2 separate regions of the Mus musculus genome follow, and region 1 is linked to region 2. A link is a contact called in public ChIA-PET data. All regions are on one chromosome and are shown on one strand. The core of a region is the stretch at or near the end of the contact, and the rest is flanking DNA. Distances in the headings are between cores, read along the strand shown. Region 1 holds the start of Ppp1r13b (protein phosphatase 1, regulatory subunit 13B). Region 2 holds the start of 2810029C07Rik (RIKEN cDNA 2810029C07 gene).

Region 1 (6,488 bases), core at 3,352-5,851, 330 kb before region 2:
ATGAACACAGTCAAGGGTAAATTTGGTGACAGCCTATGTCCTGCTATCACGTGGTGAGAGTAGCAGCCGCTTCTACGATCTTCTTTTGAAGTCAGTCCCTAATTCAGTCTGATCATGAGAAAAACATCCCCTACATGTCAAAGAGGAACCTTCTTTTGTTAACTTGACAAAAGCTCAGTCATTTGGGAAGAACAAACCTCAGTTGAGAAAAAGCCACCATCAGATTGGCCTGTGGACATTTTCCTGATTAATAATTGATGTGGGAGGCCCCACCCCACTGTGCGTGGTCCCTACCCTGGGCAGGTGACCCTGGGTTGTACAAGAAGGCTGAGCAAGTCATGGAGTAAGTCAATATGCCGCACTCCTCCATGCTCTTTGCTTTCATTCCTGCCTCCAGGTTCCTGCCTTGACTTCCTCTCATGGTGGACTCAAGAAATAAACTCTTTCTGGCAGTAGCAGAATGCAAACTAGGAGACCCATGTAAAAAAAAACTGACACAGAGCCTGGCTATTGTGGCACACACTTTTAATCCCAGAACTCAGGAGACAGAGGCAGGAAGATCTCTGAGTTCAAGGCCACTGTAGTCTACAGAGTGAGTTCCAGGTCAGACAGGGCTACACAGAGAGACTCTGTCTTGAAAAACCAAAACCAAAACCGAAACTCAAACAAACCAAACTGGCACAGATTCATAGACCTGCAGCCACAGTGCTGGGGAGACAGAGACAGGCAGGTCCTTGATGGCTACTCTACTAGAAGTAATCCAGAGCTCCTGATCCGGTGAGAGCCCTTGTCTCAGAAAACAAGATGGAAGACTAGAGAGACTGCTCAGCAGTGAAGAGCTCTTCCAGAGGACCTGGGTTCAAGTCGAAGCACCCACCAGATGGCTCACAACCATGTGTAACATGTGTAACTCCAGTTCTGAGGATCTCGTGCCCTCTTCTGGTCCCCACGGGCACAGACACACATGTGGTGCACAGACATACATGGAGCAAAACCGCCCATGCACATAAAATAAAGCTTAAAAATAATCAGAAACAATAAGGTGGGGAGAGCAACTAAGGCTGGTACCAGCATCACCCATGGGACTTCACCGGCACACATACCACATGCGCACACACAAACACATACACACCCTCAGAAGAATAATGATAATTAGAGGAAACCCGGCAGGAAAAGTCTACAGAGGGCCACACCCTACACATGGTTTCACTGAAGGCTCTTTTCCTTTAAGGTGGTGCAAGGGAGATGAGAGTTCGGTCGAAACCATATTTCGCATTTTGGACTTTGATCTTTGTGTGGGCAATTAGTGTGGGGTTCAATACGCTGTGGTGACTCTGGATGGCAGGAGAGTCGTAACTCCCAGTCAACTGTGTGATCGATCGCTCACCAGGAAATGGTACTCTGGGGTTCTATGGATTACTGCTGAGGTGATAGCTTGCAGGTACGCTCACTACACCTTCCACGCACAACATGTTCCATGTCAGTCTGCTTATTGGAACACAAGCCCTGTACGCGTGAGGGCGGCTGCAAAGGCGTTGTAAATATTTAGCTCTAAGACTGTTCTGAAGATAAGACTTATTATAAAACAAAAGTCACCTAATTGTGCCAAGTCCGACTTATATCTGTCCCTGGTGTTCCGGGTTTCTATTCCCACTTGCAGGCATTCCTGTATTCTGTGGAACCTTGCCTGAATTTCATTATGCAAATATGAGTATATGCTAATTTTCTTCAAGGGCATTTTAATTTGCTTTGAAGGATACTTAACCATTTTTAGTATACAATACTAGAAAGGCACATAACAGAGGAGAGTACACACGCCCCACAGACTCCTCATCCCGACGTAAGACTACTGAAGATTTACCAGTCACAGCTCAGCCGTGCCTCACTTCTCTCTGGCACCAACTCTCTTCTAGACCTCTCACACAATCTGGGCATCTTATAAACCCTAATGCCTGCATTCCACCACTAATGTGATTCTGGTGAACCCTGGTGTAGACGATGGGAGATGCTAAAGGGATTATGGTGAATCTGTGTCTGTGTTCAGGAGTTGTGGGAAATGGTTGCAGCTTGGTGGATGCTAAAGTCAGGGATGGGGTGGGGAGGCAATTATAAATGTCTTTTTTGAGGCACAAGAAGATGGGGCCTGAATATGATGTGACCTTTGGGATGGAAAGAACCTGCTGGCCAGCCTGGCCTGGTAAGTACTACCTAGAGGCAATTCTGGAAGACACATGGGGCATCACTGAAGAGCCAGGCAGCTGCCATTCTGTACCCATAAGTTCTGCAGGTTAAGAGTAAGAGGCTTGAGAGATGGCTCAGTGGTTAAGGGTAATTGCTGCTTTTCTAGAGAACTGAGAAGGTTCCCAGCACTCAGGTTAGGCCGCTCAAGTGCCGCCTGTCACTTCAGCTCCAGGCAGCTAAAGCCTCCAGATGCATGTGTGCATCAATACACATAGACCTTAGAGATGAAATAAATGCATGTATGCATCAATACACACAGACTTTATAGATGAAATAAATGCATGTTTGCATCAATAGACACAGACCATATACATACATAAAAAAAATTGTATTTGTTTCTATGTATATGTCTGTGTGCCACGTGTGTGTGCCCGTTTGAAGAGGACAAGAGAGGATGTAATTCCCTGGAACTGGAGTTACACAGAATTGTGAGCAGCCATGTGGGTTCTGGGGATCAAATCTGTGGAAGAGCAGTCAGTGCTCTTGGCACTGAGTCATCTCTCCAGTTCCCCTAAAACCTCTTCTTCTCCTCCCCCCGCCTCCGGTAAGATCTTGTAGTGAAGGTCCTCTCAGGAGAGTGGGTGACATTTTTCTGGGCTTGTCTTTTGTTGGGCACAAGCATCTATCCCTTTACAGCTCAGGGACATTAGTGCATCAGGACTGGAAGGCCCCAGAGACGATGGAATCTAAGCCTGCTTCTGCTTCAGATGGGAAATGCAAGGCTCAGAGAAACATTATGAGCTGCCTGAGACCTCGCAGGAAATGAAGCAGAGCTGGAACTGGGACCCAGGTCTCTTGACATCTGATTGAAACCACTCAATCCTGTTCCCAGAAAGGGTGTGTCACTGACCATTCATGGTCCACATGTATTCAGTCTTAAAACCCTAGGGACATTTTTACACCAAACCTGCTTGCTAACGATAACGTAACTACAGAATTCACAGGGCAGCTGGCACGTGTCACAAACTGCTCGAAGTATTCATACATCACACCTGAGAGAGAGGTACTATTATCCTACCACATCCTATGACAGATATGAGCTCGCTGAAGATCACACAGCGAGGGTGTGTCAGCAGTGGTGTGGAACCAAGTCTGTTCAACTGGAAAGTCCACGCTCTCAATCACTAACCCCCATGGCCTCTTAAGCTCAGGTGTGGCTGCCCATAAGGGGGCTGGTGTAACTCTGGCCTCCTCCCTCTCTCTGCCCCGACTTAGCAGCAGCCTCCCGCCACTCAGAGAACCAGACAGGCTATAAACTGCCCCTGATCAACATCTGCTGCCCTCTCCAGGGGTTGGGTACTTCCCAAGGTGATCTACCCTTTCTGTGTTTGGGGTCATCCAGCTGTCTTCATGTTTCTGGAATCTCATGGAAGTTTAAGCCCGGTGCAGCTCATCAGCCGTTGTGTCTCATCTGTCAGAGTTCAGGCAAATGGCACAATGTGGAGTACTCAGAAAGGGTGCCTGCCCACCCGGCAGCCTCTGCTGAGGGTCTGCTCTGGGGCCTGCTCTACCCTCTGTCACTCAGGCTCCCTAGTTGGAGGGAAAAATGACACAGGAGACAGCATTCTAAGGACAGACCTGGACCCTGAAGGTACAGATTGGACTCTGCCCTGGGACGTTCCAGCTGGATCTCCAAGGATACTGACACAGGTGGGGATGGGTCCTTCGGTCTTGGGATGGATCGTGTGAAGGGCTGAGGCTGAGAGCCTGTATGTCCTGTCCAGGAAGGCTTCAATGGCTCAGCCCGCGGTGGAAGCGGGGGCAGAGTCCCAGGTCTCTGGGGCCCGGGACACTGAGCGGTATGCAATCGGCTGATGCAGACACATCGGGGACACCCTGTGCCCGCCTGATAGGATCCGGCCTGTAGCCTCGCATAGCGCTGGACACCTAGGGTATATGTTACGGTCAGAGTTGGTCTGTGGCCAGCTCGCCACTGGCCTCTCGGACCTGAGAGGTTCGAGTCTCCACCGGTCGCGACTGTGGGCCGGACCCAGCCGCCCTTTCCTCTCTGTCCTTTGCTTCCTATTCGTCCGAGGTGACCCTGAGCCGAAGTCTCGCAGACACAAGGTTCGGAGGTCCCTGGGCGCCCCAACGCCCCCTTTGCTGGTATGCAGGAGGAGGGGCGGGGTCGGCGTCCGCAGCGCGCCCCTCCCCCGCCGCCGAGAGCGCAGACGCGCACGAGCGCGCTCTCACCTGGCCGCGGCGGAGAAGCCCCGCCCTCTTATCCCGCCTACCCCCACCGGACCAATCATAGGTGGCGTAGGCGGGTGGGGGAGCGACGCGTGGGGCGGGGCCTCCGCAGCCTGCGGGGTGAGCCGAGTGGGTGGCGGAAGGCGGCCGGCTTCGGCAGAGGCGGTGGCGGCGGCTGAGGGACGGCGACGCGGCACGCGGGGCGGCGCGACAGGACGAGCGAGGGCTGCGCGGCTCTCCGCAGCTGCCGCCTCGCCGCAGCCGGGCCGCAGGGCGCCGCAGCGGGTGCGAGGCCTGTGAGGCGGCCGGAGCGGCGTCCTGTCAGGCGGCGCGGGCGCGGCGGACGGCGCCGCGATGATGCCGGTGGGTGCGGGCGGCGGCGCCTCGTTCCCCGGCCCCCGCGCGAGGCGGGCCCGGCAGGGAGGAAGCGGCGGGCGGGCGTGCAGGGCGAGCGAGCGCAGGGGCAGGTGGGGGCGGCGGCTGTCAGCGGGCGGGCGAGAGAGCGAGCGTGGGCGGGGTCGCCGACAGGGCGAGCGGCCTCCGCAGGGCTGCGGGCTGCGCGGGGCTGCGGCGTGTACGGCCCCTCCCGGCCAGCGACCGGTGCCTCGATTTCCTCGGCGAGGGCACCCGGGTGCGGTGTTCGCACGCTCGGAATATGTGTTTCCCCTGCACTGGGAGGAACGCATGCCGTGCGTGGATTCAGAGAGCCATCTTAGGAATCCCCTTGCCGAGGCTTCTCCGTGGGTACATTTGCTCCACCTGGCGTGATGTCCCTATGTCCTTAAGGTTGAGCCGGTTGTGTGTCACTCGAGCCTTTGTCCTGCTCTTAAGGATGCTTTTGGCCAGGAAGACCTTCGTTTTGGGGGTTGCCACCTTCTTTGCCTTTTCCTTTACCTGCGTGCGGTACAAGCAGCAGTGGATGCTGAATTCTCTCCTTTTTTAAATAGGCTTTTTGTGAAGTGTATACGTCGTAATTAATGGGAAAAAACGTGACATAGATTGTACCCAGTTGGGCGTGTTGTTTTTAGAGTGTCTATTGAGTAAAAAAATCTCAGACTAATAAAATAACACACAATCTATTTTTTTTTTTTTGTTCGCTTGTTTTAGAAGTGCTGGGGGTCAAACCTGGGCTTTGCAGGACTAGGCCAGTGTTTCTATCACTGAGTTTATATATCCCAGATCCACAGAAAAAAAAAATTGAAGCCTACGTGGAAAGATCACGTTTCAGAGGGGAAATATGTCTCTGCATTTTTACTTGAATACTGTCGTTCTGCTATGCTGCACCCAAGCTCATTAGTTTACAAACCACCACCCCTTCAAATAATTTCCTGTTTCTTGATAATCTCTTCTCCCTCCTTTTGAACTGATTCCAACCCCTGGTGTTGGTGGAGTTTTAAGATTTAACCTACTTGATCCTTAAATCCTTTGGTGTTAGGCTTGTTGAATGCTAAGCATGTTTTTAAACGATTGCCTTGTAATGGAAAGAGCACTAAGTGGGCGTCAGAAGAGCTGGGGTCAAATAATTGTTCTGGTACCTCTTCATATTGTGTCCTTGACAGAGTTGAGACTGAATTCCCTCTAAAATAGGGATAAGAACATATCAGTATTTGAAGTACCATCATGAAGATCAGTCAGGACGCTTTTCAGAATTGTTGAGCAGAATGCCATACCACATTTTAAATATAGCTTTGGGGTTTCAGTTTGAGATTCTAATCTTTACAAGATACACTTTATTTCTTCCCTTTTCTTACTGGCTCCATGTTGAAAAGGTATTGTGGTGTTTTGGAACGTTGCAGTTAAGTCCTGGTAGTTGCGGTGATAATGCAGTCACACTACAGTAATATTGAAGATTATCAAATGTTTGGCAGGTTTTATCCCTCATTGTGTAGTGTTTAATTATAAATGCTCTGTTAGGAAACTTGTATTACTTTTCCATGTGTTAGCGCAGACATTTTTACTTCTATCCATGCCGTTGAAGGATAACAAATTTTGTTTTTAAAATGTTTAGTCTGAAAATGGGATGTTTACTTTAAAAACTCAAATAGTGCTTTTTAAAG
Region 2 (6,260 bases), core at 2,718-5,217:
TGACCACCAACTGGCTAAAGAATTTTTTTAAAAATCATGATACATCTGATGGAATACTAATTAGCAATAAAAAGAAATGAACTATTAATACACTTTAAAACACAATCTCGCCAGGCGGTGGTGGCGCACACCTTTAATCCCAGCACTTGAGAGGCAGAGGCAGGCGGATTTCTGAGTTCGAGGCCGGCCTGGTCTACAGAGTGAGTTCCAGGACAGCCAGGGCTACACAGAGAAACCCTGTCTCAAAAAACCAAAAAAAAAAAAAAAAAAAAAACCACAATCTCAAAAGTATTATGCACCTGGTAGCAGTGAAGCATGTCTTTAATCCTAGCAGTAGAGAGGCAAAGGCAGGCATATCTCTGAGGCTGAGGCCAGCCTCTTCTACAGAGTGAGTTTCAGAGTGGCCAGGGCTACATATTGAATCCCCGTCTCAAAAAAACAAAAACAAAAGACCTAAATAAATAAGATAATAAATTTAAAGTGGCTGGTCAGTGATGGCAAGCCCCTCTCTCTCTCTCTCTCTCTCTCTCTCTCTCTCTCTCTCTCTCTCTCTCTCTCTCTCTCTTTAAGGTTTATTTACTTTATTTATTTGAGTACACTGTAGTTGTCTTCAGACACACCAGAAGAGGGCATTGATCCCATTACATGGTTGTGAGCCACCATGTGGTTGCTGGGAGTTGAACTCAGGACCTCTGAAAGGGCAGTCGATGCTCTTAGTAGCTGAGACATTTCTCCAACCCAATGGCAAACACCTTTTAATCCCAGCACTTAGAAGGCAGAGGCAGGCAGACCTCTAAATTTGAGGCCAACCAGGTCTACAGAGTGAGTTCCAGGACAGCCAGATATACACAGAGAAATCCTATCTTCAAAACAAAAAGCGCGGGACGTGGTGGCGCATACCTTTAATCCCAGCACTCGGGAGGCAGAGGCAGGTGGATTTCTGAGTTCGAGGCCAGCCTGGTCTACAAAGTGAGTTCCAGGACAGCCAAGGCTATATAGAGAAATCCTGTCTCAAAAAACCAAACCCAAAAAAACCAAAAAAACAAAACAAAAACAAAAAGCATATGCCGGGCGGTGGTGACACACGCCTTTAATCCCAGCACTTGGGAGGCAGAGGCAGATGGATTTCTGAGTTCGAGGCCAGCCTGGTCTACAAAGTGAGTTCCAGGACAGCCAGGACTATATAGAGAAACCCTGCCTGGAAAAACCAAAAAAAGAAAGAAGAAAGGAAAGGAAGGAAGGAAGAGAAAAGAAGAGAAAAGGAAAAAGAAAAAGAATAAGGCATCCTTCACATCCTAAAGTTTTCTCTCTATCACTGAGGCACATTTCTAGCCCTTAGGTTGTTTTTAAAAACAAAGGTAGCAATTCTACCACATACAAAATCACAAAACAACTTAACAAATTGACAAAGAACATGGGAAGAATGAGCCACTTCAGTCTAAAATAATCACAAATAACTACCTAAAACCATGCATTCCAGACTAAAAATAGACTACTTCTCCTTGAGTCCTCCCACCCCCATGAAATATACTGTTAAAGCCAGGCAGGGTGGAGCATGCCTTTAAACCCCAGCACTTCAGAGGCAGAGGCAGGCAGGTCACTAGTCTACATAGAGAATTCCAGGATAGCCAGAGCTACACAGTGACATGGCAGATTAGATAGATAGATAGATAGATAGATAGATAGATAGATAGATAGATAGATAGATAGACAGACAGACAGACAGACAGACATGGCAGATTAGATAGACAGACAGATGATAGTATAGAAATTTAAAGAAGACTAAAATGGTGTCTTTCATTATCATAAACCTGTTTCTTCAATTTAGAAAGCATAAGTTCTAGTTCTACCTAAAGTTTTGATTTCAATGATCAAAGCCAATCAACTGATTTACTTGCTTCATTTTTTAGGGTAGCCAAAGAATATGATGATCAATCAGGTCAAAGATAAGTTTCTTCAAAAGAACATAAAGAGGAAAGGTCTCAGGTGGATGTGTCTGTATCCTCTGCTGTGGGGAAACTGAGGCAGAGGCTCCCTTAGACAGCCCAAGCAACACAGCAAGAACTGTGGAACAAAGAAGTGAGGAAGAGAAAAAAAAGAGAAAGAAGGGGAGAAGGGTGAGGAAGGAAGAGGAGGGAAAAGGTCTAGTCTAAGCTCTCCCAGTTAGGAAATCTTCTATCTATCTCAGGGGGAAGAACATATACAACTGTATAGTAACACACCACAGAGATGACTTAGACCAAATAGATTAAATTACCTAATAGCTATCAAGCACAAGTGTCATTTTGAAGATTAAAATGAAGGCATTTGATACCACTAGGTCACCATGTCTAAGGATGGTTTTCAAAGCATGAAAACACCCGAAGCATGAAAGCTTTTCCAAAGAGACTGCATTTTCTTGCCAGCAGTTACCTCATAGCTCCGCATAATGAAAGGCCAGTGAAGTTTCTTTACAAGTTATTTACTAAATGCTTTACAGAGGACAAAGCTAGGCTGGAACACTTTGGAATCCGATGCGGAAGAAGAGTTCAAAAAACACTTGGGCAGGTCAAACATTTCTTCAGTAGAACTTCTACTACACGTTTGTCACTCCCTAGCAATGCTGCTCCAGGCTGTGGTTTGGTTTGGTTCTGCAGGTCCTTTCCAACAAAATCCTTTTACATAGATTTGCTGGGTGTGCACACTGGACCGGGCCTGAGAGCTACTCCAAGCCAACCTTTTGCAGCGGAAGGAAAAGGCAACCCAGTGGGTGTCCCTCGGCCGGGCAGCAGAACAGAGCAGAGCTTCACATCTGCTTCTCAAAACACTCAGCCCGCTGCTTCCGAACAGATTTAGCTTTGCCAAGGACGGGAAGCTACTCCTTGATAAAGGCAGCGGCTCTGGAGCAGAGAACTACTCTTGTGAGTGCGGGAACTACGGGGGCCCACAAGGATCTCTCCACGGGGCACTTAGTTTTGGCAGTTGTCATTAAACTTAGTCCCCTTTTAAAGGGCGCTCCGCTCGACCCGATTGGATCCTATTAATCTGCACCTAGGTCTGACTGGCAGGCTCAGACCCTGCCCGACGTTAAGAGGAGAGTTGTGTTCAACCGCGCACTGGCCGCAGCAGCGCACGGACGGGTAATGCTCAGCCGACCGTAAGGACAGCGCGCAGGCCGCACGCGCGCCGCAGGACAGGGCTGCGCCTTGACCCCTGCCTGGAGCATCTGGGCTGGATCCCCCTGCTACCACCCTGAGGGTCTGCCACCCTGCAGCGCAGTCCACTCACGTTTTCAGTGTCTCGTTCATTCACCGTTGGCAAAGGGGTCCTAGTGGACATCTTATTGCGCTTTGATTCCGCACAACGCCAAGGCGAAAACAAAACCGCCCAGCTTTGGGCGGCCGGCGAGCAGCGGCCGCGAGCCTCCGGGCCCTGCCCTCCCTGGCCGGAGTCTAGATCTCCGGCCTGGCCCGGGCCGTGCGCCCGCGGGCCCCGGGGCTCATTCTCCCCCAGCGCCGGCGGCCGCACTGGAAGCGGGCCGGCTGGCCGCCGCCGCAAGCCTCAGGGCACCTCACGGGCCTCGCGGGCCCCGCGCCTCCTCGCCGCTCGCAGCCGCAGCGCCGCGGAGCTCAGCCCCGGGGGCTCGACACGGCGCGGCCGGCAGCCCCTGAAGAGGCAGCAGCGCAGGAGGATGGAGCGGAGATGGAGCGCAAGACAGGCCGCCGCGGCCTGCAGGCGCCGACCATGGAGGGAGCCGCGGAGGAGGCGCCCACGCCCGGCTGCTTTCCCTTCTCCGGCTCGCTTTCCGCCCGGCCTCGCCCTGCCGGCTGCCACCGCCGCTCCCGGCACCTCAGGAGCCTTACAGACTCAAGATGGCCGCGCCTCGGCTTCCTCCGCTGCCTCCGGCTGCCGGAAGTGACGCTACGGCCGCCTGGAGTTCCGCCAATCAGCGCGGTCGGAGCTAGCTGCCGGCTGCTGTTGCTAGGGGCGACTCGTCCTGTTGGGTCTGAGGGGGTGGTGCCGTCGGAAAGGTCTTGCTTGGTCTCCTCTCTAGCGGGCGGAGAGTTCCAATGGTCCAGATTGCCTGGGCATCCCTGACCCCTCCGGACCACTTCCCTAGAGGGCATCCTGTGCCCGACTGCTGGGCTGGCATTTGCAGAGTACAGATCTAGGCTGTCTGGATTATACTACACATGAAGAGCCTACTGTTTGCAAAAATTGACTTTTCTTTCCCGCGGCCACGCTGCAAAGGATGGAGCTCCAGCAGCGAAGCAGCAGTCACTGGTCTAGCTGAAGAGGAAGGAGCCAGGCTCCTGCTTCGTAACCGAGGCATCTAGCATCCAGCCAAAGAACTTTTTTGCCTCTGACTAAGGAGCCACTGGTTATCGGAGCCGGCTCAATTGAATACCCATTCGGATGAAAGAGTGAAGTATAAAATAACAAGGTAGCACAAAAAGCTGGGAAGAGGGACTCGATGAGATCACGTAGACGCCCCCAGGATCAGATCCTAAATGCCGGTAGGGGCTTATATAATCAATATTTCTCTGTCTCTTCCTCTCCCTTTCGTTCTCTCACTCCCTCTATCCCTCACTTTTCCCCTCTGTCCCTTTCTCCTTCCTCCTCTCTCGCCTCTCCCTCTCTTACTTCAGTCTTCTGAAGAGCGATATTGCTACAGGCTTGGACCAGGGAGTGACCTGCAGGTGGAACTCTGAATATGCTGCCTCTTCTAGAAGGCCTGCTCAGCGTGTCACCTCTTTATGTCTTCTAAGGAGAGAATCCATTGGTAGAGGAGGGAGGGCTATGTGAGCCGGGGTAAGACAAACTGTTACTAATAGTCCACCTTGTGCCGGTTATTCATTAAGCCTCAGTGTAGCCGCATAAGATGCTCAGGCACAGCACGTGACCTAAAGTCTGGGTAAGTTGGTTACTTTACCCAGGCCATCGGTGGTGTTGGTTATAGAAGGATCTGAACCCCATTCCTACAGCTTTAGAAATGGCTAAACTTGTGAGTGACTAAACTTTGCTTTCTTTCCTTCTTATGTTTTGTTTGCTTGCTTTGGTTCTGCCCCCCCAACACCCCGATATCCTGGTGTATCCTGCTTTGTGAAACAACAGATCTTCAAACACCAGCATCACATCCAGAGAGGCCAGAGGGTCCCAAGACAAAACAAGCCGGGGCCAAGACGCACTCAGAGCTCCTATCTCACCCTCTTAGGGGTGTGCTCGGGGCACCAGATGGGTTATTAAATGTTATTCTCTTTCTCCCTTTTTGGTTAAGCAGAGGACTGCAGAGGAAAGCCTCTGAATCAAATGTTTGCTCCACACAGTTCAACTGAAATGTAGGTTGTGATGAGTGGACACGTGCTCCACAGCTAAGAGACCAACCGAGGGCATCCTATCCCACTCGTGGGTCTAAGGGGAGACTTACAGAAGGCATACTTACTCTGAAGATGGAATGATAGCTGAAGAGACAGAGTGATGCCTAGGGCCTGTCAGACACCCAGTTTAGCCTAATACAGAAAAGCACGGAGGTGAGAAACAACAGGGTGAATCCAAGGAAATTCAACAGGAGCATGTGAGAGGCAGGAGCCAGGGAGAGTTAGACATGGCCCGAAACAAGTTCTCCCCTCCACCCTGAGGAATTCTGGTGCTTCAGCACTGGCTCCTGAAGAATTGGGGAAACTTCCCAGAAGGTTGTCAGCCTCTCTCCGGCAGGAGCTTTACAGAGGTCTGTGGACACTTCAGAGCACCCACACGGGCCAGAGAAGTAACTGGTCACGAGGCTTCCCCCAGGGGGACTTCCTCACTCAAGCGACACATTAAACTCTGAGTCAATGAATGCCAGAGGTTAGGGGTAAAGATGACAGCACTTCACCTCAAGCTACCTCCTAGTTTTCATAAAGTTTGGAATTGAAGCTGACGAGATGTAGACTCACCGTAAAGAGCTGGAAGCAGCAAGCATATCTGTGGCCCATGAAAAGGGAGAGGGGGACCAGGAGGGCATGGGCTGGAGAAGGACGAGGTTGTGTCCAGAGGAATGGAGCAATTAAACTTTAAACTATTCTTTTCATAATTCTTGTTTCTGGCTTGATTTCCCGCCCCCTTATTATTATTTTTTTAGACAGTCTTGCAGCGTAGCTCAGGCTCAAGCCAATTCTCTCCCCCACCGGCCCTTTATTATTTATTTTTAGACAGTCTTGCTGCGCAGCTCAGGCTGGCCTTCAGTTCCTACCCTGCCTCAGCCTTCCTGAGGCCGAAAGTGCAAGTGTACACCCCGCATG

What was found. ChIA-PET counts read pairs in DNA pulled down with a chosen protein or histone mark.
Region 1: a contact with region 2 is called in an RNA polymerase II ChIA-PET map of effector CD8 T cells, with 20 read pairs. The contact joins the promoter of Ppp1r13b here to the promoter of 2810029C07Rik in region 2. A contact is called at or near these places in 1 of 39 promoter capture datasets (pre-B cells), 3 of 115 datasets of contacts at active chromatin or transcription factors (effector CD8 T cells, memory CD8 T cells and pancreatic cancer cells) and 3 of 9 other capture datasets (adipose tissue, liver and pancreatic islet).

What each region holds. Positions count from the first base shown.
Region 1 is chr12:111,906,168-111,912,655 of GRCm38.p6, reverse strand. Ppp1r13b (protein phosphatase 1, regulatory subunit 13B) reads left to right here and starts at 4,601. Exons shown (of 17, transcript NM_011625.1): 1 at 4,601-4,794. The coding sequence starts at 4,786. Gm51962 (a long non-coding RNA gene) reads left to right here. Exons shown (of 4, transcript XR_003950155.1): 4 at 2,127-2,167.
Region 2 is chr12:111,572,109-111,578,368 of GRCm38.p6, reverse strand. It overlaps 2810029C07Rik (RIKEN cDNA 2810029C07 gene), which reads left to right and starts at 3,967. Exons shown (of 2, transcript NR_045295.1): 1 at 3,967-4,496; 2 at 4,629-6,052. It overlaps Mark3 (MAP/microtubule affinity regulating kinase 3), which reads right to left and starts at 3,848. Exons shown (of 18, transcript NM_001370744.1): 1 at 3,268-3,848. The coding sequence starts at 3,318.